Linked DNA regions of Mus musculus: region 2 is linked to region 1. A link is a contact called in public Hi-C data. All regions are on one chromosome and are shown on one strand. Each heading gives the region's core, a stretch centred on a gene start, on an enhancer-like site or on the middle of the called end of the contact. The rest is flanking DNA. Distances are from core to core; before and after follow the strand shown. Region 1 holds the start of Dtd1 (D-tyrosyl-tRNA deacylase 1). Region 2 has its middle 110 kb from the start of Slc24a3.

What was found. Hi-C and Micro-C count contacts between places; a contact is called where the count stands out from the background.
Region 2: a Hi-C map of uterus shows a contact between it and region 1, with 4 times the contacts expected there. The contact joins the enhancer-like site here to the promoter of Dtd1 in region 1. A contact is called at or near these places in 1 of 484 Hi-C or Micro-C datasets (uterus) and 1 of 9 other capture datasets (macrophages).

The regions. Positions count from the first base shown.
Region 1 is chr2:144,598,627-144,601,726 of GRCm38.p6, forward strand. Dtd1 (D-tyrosyl-tRNA deacylase 1) reads left to right here and starts at 1,327. Exons shown (of 6, transcript NM_025314.3): 1 at 1,327-1,465. The coding sequence starts at 1,423.
Region 2 is chr2:145,054,827-145,057,672 of GRCm38.p6, forward strand. No RefSeq gene overlaps it. Among named protein-coding and RNA genes, the nearest start is that of Slc24a3, 110 kb to the right of the region's middle. Within about 2 kb of position 1,590, at least 6 of the 459 cell types and tissues checked have an H3K27ac peak or open chromatin away from gene starts, as enhancers often do. A contact at or near this core is called in uterus, where this site is marked.

The DNA.
Region 1 (3,100 bases), core at 77-2,576:
CAGAGTGAAAAGGAAGACCGAATCTATCAAATGCACTAAGCTTGCCTTTTGACTTCTGTAATTGCTTTAGCCTAACTGTGCTTATTAACTGAAGTATGTCAACCGAGGAATTTTTTTTTTTTTTTTGCTTAAATGCTCACTCTAAAAGAATCTGAGCTTTAATGAGATCCTGAACACCCAGTGTAGTTGCCAGTTGGCTAATAAAGACTTTCTACTGGCTTAACCCCGGTCTGAGTAGTCTTATCTGATGGATACCCCACAATAATACACATTTCTAGGCCTTTTTTGTTTTTGTTTTTGTTTTTTTGGGGGGGTGAGGGGGAAAGCAACATCTCACTCTGTATTTCATGCTGGCCTTGAACTTCAGCGTGATCCTCATACTGCAGCCTCCAGAATGCTTGGATCACAGATGTTCAACCACCATTCCTTAGAGTATTTCGGGCCAAATAACAGTTCTATCAAATTGCTTTCTAACAAATGCTTTTCTGAATCTGCTAATCCTGGAAGAGGCGTTCAAAGCAAAGACACTCTGAAATGGGTGAACTTTTTCTGATACTCCTATTTCGTTTTTAAGGGAAAGTCTCATTACATTGCCCACATTGGTGGTCTTGAACTCATGGACTTAAAACACTTTCCCGCTTCATCTCAAGTAGCTGGGACTATCTCCCCCCCCCCCCATTCTTCTTTTTCTTTGTTTAATTATAAACACATGGACTACCACTGGACTATGAAGATGTTATTTTTTAGTGATGAAAACTTAGTACAGTAATAGCTATACAGTTCTTTGCAGCCATCTAAGCATCTTTACAGCCCATCCAAATTTCCTAACAACCCTATGATAGGGCTAAGTATTAGATTTGTATTAGGAAGGAATTAGAATTCTAGACTGATAGACCTATTAACTATTGTGTCTAAGGTAAATCAATAGTTATGTAGTTAAATGGCTATGTTAGCAGCAGGTCCTTTTGTTTTTAGCAACAGGATTGCTGCTGAGGCTACAGAACAAGTGAAGATTTTGGAAAATCTGTGACCGGAGGATTGGAAAAGAGGGAGAAAAGCAGGAAAAAAACTTAAGGGTAAAACTGAAAGAGAAAGAAACTGGAGCAGAAATTAATGAGTGTCTGGACATAGTGGAGACTAGGCTGGCAGTTTGGGACTATAGTGCTTAAGAAGGAGTTCAGGGGTGGATAGGGCGGCGCCTACCACAAATGGACTAGGTTATGCATAGGTGACAGGTGAGGGTGATTGACATGGGCGGGGCCAATTGGATAGGTGTGGCCGACGTGGGCGGGACGCAGCTCTGTGGAATGGGTCCTCACGGAGCTCTTCCGGTGTTGCCGGTAGAGGGCGCCGGTCGAGGAGCCACCGGCGGAGTCGCAAGGTCTGACCACACAGCAAATTCCAGTCGCTACAGCCGCCGCCATGAAGGCCGTGGTGCAGCGCGTCACTCGGGCTAGCGTCACAGGTCAGTCGGGCGGGCCGGGGAGAGAGCAGCCTCTGACCCCCGCGACCCGCTGTTCCGTGTGAGGGTTCCCCGCAGCCCCGAGTTACCGGGCAGCCTCTGGGCAGCGCCGTGGCCGAGAAGATCCGGCACGTGCCTGGCCGCTCATGGGTTCAGGCTCCGTGCTTTCGTTGCTACATAAACCCTCATCTCCGTCGTCATCACCATTATAATCATCATCATTATCTTTGTGAGTGTGTGTGTGTGTTCCTCACAGACAAGGTGCCAGAACCTGTGAGCATCCCCAGGGCCCGTTGTTGAATGCACTGTTGCACAAACAACACATAGGGGAGATTTCCGGAGCGGAATCGCTCGTTTATCCACCGCTCTGTCTGAGATGTAGCATTTTAACAACCCCCTTTTGCATATCTTTTCTTTTTAAAATAGAACTTGGCTCATGATAAAATGGACAGACGGAGGAATTGCTAATTGTTTGAGCTCTGGCAGCTTTGAGCAAATATCTGCTGGCATCCTCACTGGGTGCAGAACATCCCTTGCTTGCACCTGGATGTCGGTCTCTGAACCTTCAGCCATGGGTCAGAACCACAGAATTCAAGATGACGTGCTTCTCTTTCCCATTAATTAATATAGACCCAGATGCTCAGCCATTAGCCATCAGTTGAATGTGGGAGGCTAGTTGAAATATTCAGGATCCAGCTACTGTAGTTATTTGAAAAGTGTTAAAAAAATAGAAACGACTGGTGCCATTCTTTTAGTCTTTTAAGTTAAAGAAATAAATACATTTATTTATTTGGTGTGTGTGTTTCTGTGTGTAACAGGCCAGAGAACAATTTAGATGTGCCACCACCATGTGGGTCCTTGGGATTCAACTCATGGAATTAGGCTTGGCAGCAAGTCTACCCATCACTCATTTAGCTAGCTTGCTTTCTCTCTTTCTTTCTTTCTTTCTTTCTTTCTTTCTTTCCTTTTCGAGACAGGGTTTCTCTGTTTAGCCTTGTCTGGCCAGGAACTCACTCCGTAGACTAGGCTGGCCTTGAACTCACAGATCCACCTGCCTCTGCCTCCCAAGTGCTGGGATTAAAGGTGTCTACCACCATTGCCCAGCTGTGTTTATAGAGGCAGAAGTACATTTTCAGGTCAGATGCCAAGGCCTGTAGTCACAGCCACTTTGGAGGCTGGGGAAGGAGCTGTGTTGAGCCCAGGAATTGGACAACAGAAAGCAGATTGGACAACAAAAGAGTCTCTAAGATTCCCCCTCCTCACCAAAGCTTCAGATCAAGCAATACAGATATCTTTTTCTTTAAACCATTTTATACTAAATACATGGTTTTGAGTTTAAAGCTAGACCCAAGACTCCTCCCCAACCAAGTAGCCAAACCACATATTTAGACTCGAGAGTCCACCTTCTAATCCTGCTTAATGAGTTGCAAGCTGTTCTGTTAACTTTGGTTTTGGAAATCATCCTGGACTAATAAGGAGCAGAATAGGAGAGGAGTTTATGGGACTCTAATAACATTTCAGTAAATATTGAGCACATGAAAACTGGAAAAATTCACTGATGAAAGATGGTTTTGCTCTTTGGGGGGGAGAAGCTGTCTACTTGATGTGGTTATCACCAACAGATTTAAATTTTGAGCT
Region 2 (2,846 bases), core at 340-2,839, 460 kb after region 1:
TAGAGTCAAGAGCTCCGGGGTACTGGTTAGCTCATAATGTTGTTCCACCTATAGGGTTGCAGATCCCTTTAGCTCCTTGGCTACTTTCTCTAGCTCCTCCATTGGGAGCCCTATGATCCATCCATTAGCTGACTGTGAGCATCCACTTCTGTGTTTGCTGGGCCCCGGAATTCTTAACAGCGTGTGGTCCTACAGAGTGTACTTTGATTATTTTCCCTGTATTTCGCAGAGAAATGAATGCATGGGGAGAAGACAGTACATTAAACCCAATGGATGATGTTTTAGGTCATTAGGACTTAATACTCTGGAATTCCAATTAAGGGAGTGTTTGTGGGAAAAAATTCACATTCAGACCCTATGTATACAGGGTTTGTAGTCTTCCTTCATTTCCCTAGACGATATAATTAGCATATACATGCACTGTAACCTTGCACCATTCTCCCTATTAACTGTAAAAAGACTAAGGTTCTTTTGTGCATTTTAAAATGTAAATACAGATTTCAACATTTTATTACTTAAATATTTTCCTTTTATACCCTAGCAAAGTACCCATCCCATCTCCTGGGTGTGGACGCCTTACTGTGGTGACGATCACAAAATATCATGGTTCTTTATTTATTGTTGCCATGGTAGCAAAGCTTTTTCATTGTGAACTGAGAAATGTGCAGGGCAACAATGATGAAGCCTAACTTATGTCATGATTTCAGAAAGGTTCAGTGCATGCAACTCAATAGCAATGACCAGTTGTTCTCTTTGTTGCACACCATCATTGTAGCAGAGCCTGACTAGTTCTGTGGTGCATTCCCCAGGTTCCTGTAGGTCCTTCATCCTAGGATATAGCAAATGTCACATCAACCTGAATCAAGCTCAACCTATAGCCTGTAGTTGAGTTGTGTTATCAGAATCATGAGTGATAAATGTTAGCATGTGACTTTGTGAGTTTTTCATCAGCTTTAAGTACTCCAGTGCCCTCTTAACCTTGTTCAGAGTTAAGTTCATAGACATTTGGATGTACTTGAACATTCTCTGAACAGTTCTGCCCCAAGTAACCTGATTCCGACTTGGTTCCCTAAATATATTGGCATGAGACAATCCTAACAGTCTATGAAGCCATCCCCAGACACACCATCCTTTTTCATTTACAACTTTGAGGTGGAAAATGAATACATGTGAAGTTGGTCAAAGAATAAAGCTACACATATGTTACAGAAATAAAGGGATTCACAGAGGCATGAAGACTTCCATGGATGCAGAAGGAAATAAGAAACCAGTGTTTTGAAGGCTGCAGCTTCAGGATGGAAGGAGCTGTCATAACTCGGACAGAAAGACTAGAACTCAGAAAGATGTCTGGGAAGCCTAGTGTCTAACACGTGAGAGCTAGACAAGGTTTGCTAAGTGCTCATGTTTGATAACACTGCTGCAGATGCCTTCCCAGGAACACTAACCTTATTTTTACTGCTGCCTTCCCACCCACGTTCTTCCCATTGGTCTTGAGAGTTTCTCATGAAAATCTGAAGGTTCTCAGGAAAGTGCTAAGAAAGGCTCTCCATCTTAGGTAGAGTGCTCAGCGGTGCAGGCAGACAGCAGATGGTTTCTGCAAAGGTCCTGGCAGTGTTCTGTGTTTGCTCTGCCAGCATCAATCCAAAGCTTTGTGGACCTAGTCTGTTTGGTTCCTGGATCTACTCAGATGCTAGCTGGCTGTGACAGAGGGGACATCCCAAGCCCCAATCGTGCTCACAGACATCCATGGAGTTTCCTCTCTAGCATGTGGTACTGTAATAGGTCTCACATCTGTCTCCTCAATTTGGCTTCAGGTTCCTAGGGGGTGAGTTCTCTTTACCTACCTTTGCTCCCTCAAAGACTGGAATTTTTGTGTAACTTAGTATACCATCTGTACATAGAAAGGATTAAATGTGGTGTTTCTGTTTGTTTTAATTAACTTGTTTTGATTTGTAAAGAAGAAGAAGAAGAGGTTGGGAAGGCCTTTACCAATTACTCTAAACCATAAACATGACTACTCTCACACACCACCACCCCCAGTCCCAGCATTTAGGTCATGCATATTTTGCATCAGGGATTCTTGCCATACTCATCAAAGCTGTTTCCTTGAGAGGCATGGGTCTGGTTTGTCTCTTCAACTCCAGGCAGGGCTTCACTCCAACCAGATGGAAGATCATCTTTCACTACTTATTTATTTAAATCGAAAAATTTCACTCTTGCTCTTGAATTTGCTTGAGGATACAAAGAGATAGTGGTCCAACGTTGTTGTTGCGGTTTAATCTCAAATCCACATAACTTCTCTGTGATCCGGCGGAATATTTGCATTTAAGAGAAACCCTCTTGGGCTCATTGCTGGAATTTGCTTTTACTCTCAACCTGCCCAATCAGTCTCCCAGCTTCTAAAAATACACTCTTATTTTTGCTCTCTTTTCAACTTGAAACGGACACAGAATGCGGACATCTCACACTATTTACACTCCCAGAAAGCTGTCAGCAGAGGTGCTGGGGAGACAGTACTTAATCTTGATAAGAAAATAGAATGTAAACACAGCCAGCTGAGTGAAATGTTTTACATTGGCCTTTGCTCTTACTGCCCTCACGTGTGTGTGTGTGGTGGCAGCTACCAAGACATGCTATGAATCCCCACTTTCGTCATAGAGTCCCATCAGCTGGGACAATTGCTAAGGTTTTCTTGTTCCTCAGTTTCTGGGCACAGCCAATCCACCAAATAATCATTAGCCCCGGCTTCTGGATCATCCCTGCTTGTGGAGGATAACTATTTCACACATGTTTGTCTTGGTCTCTTGTCTCTGCTAGCACAATTCGGCAGTTTAGCAGGAGTTATG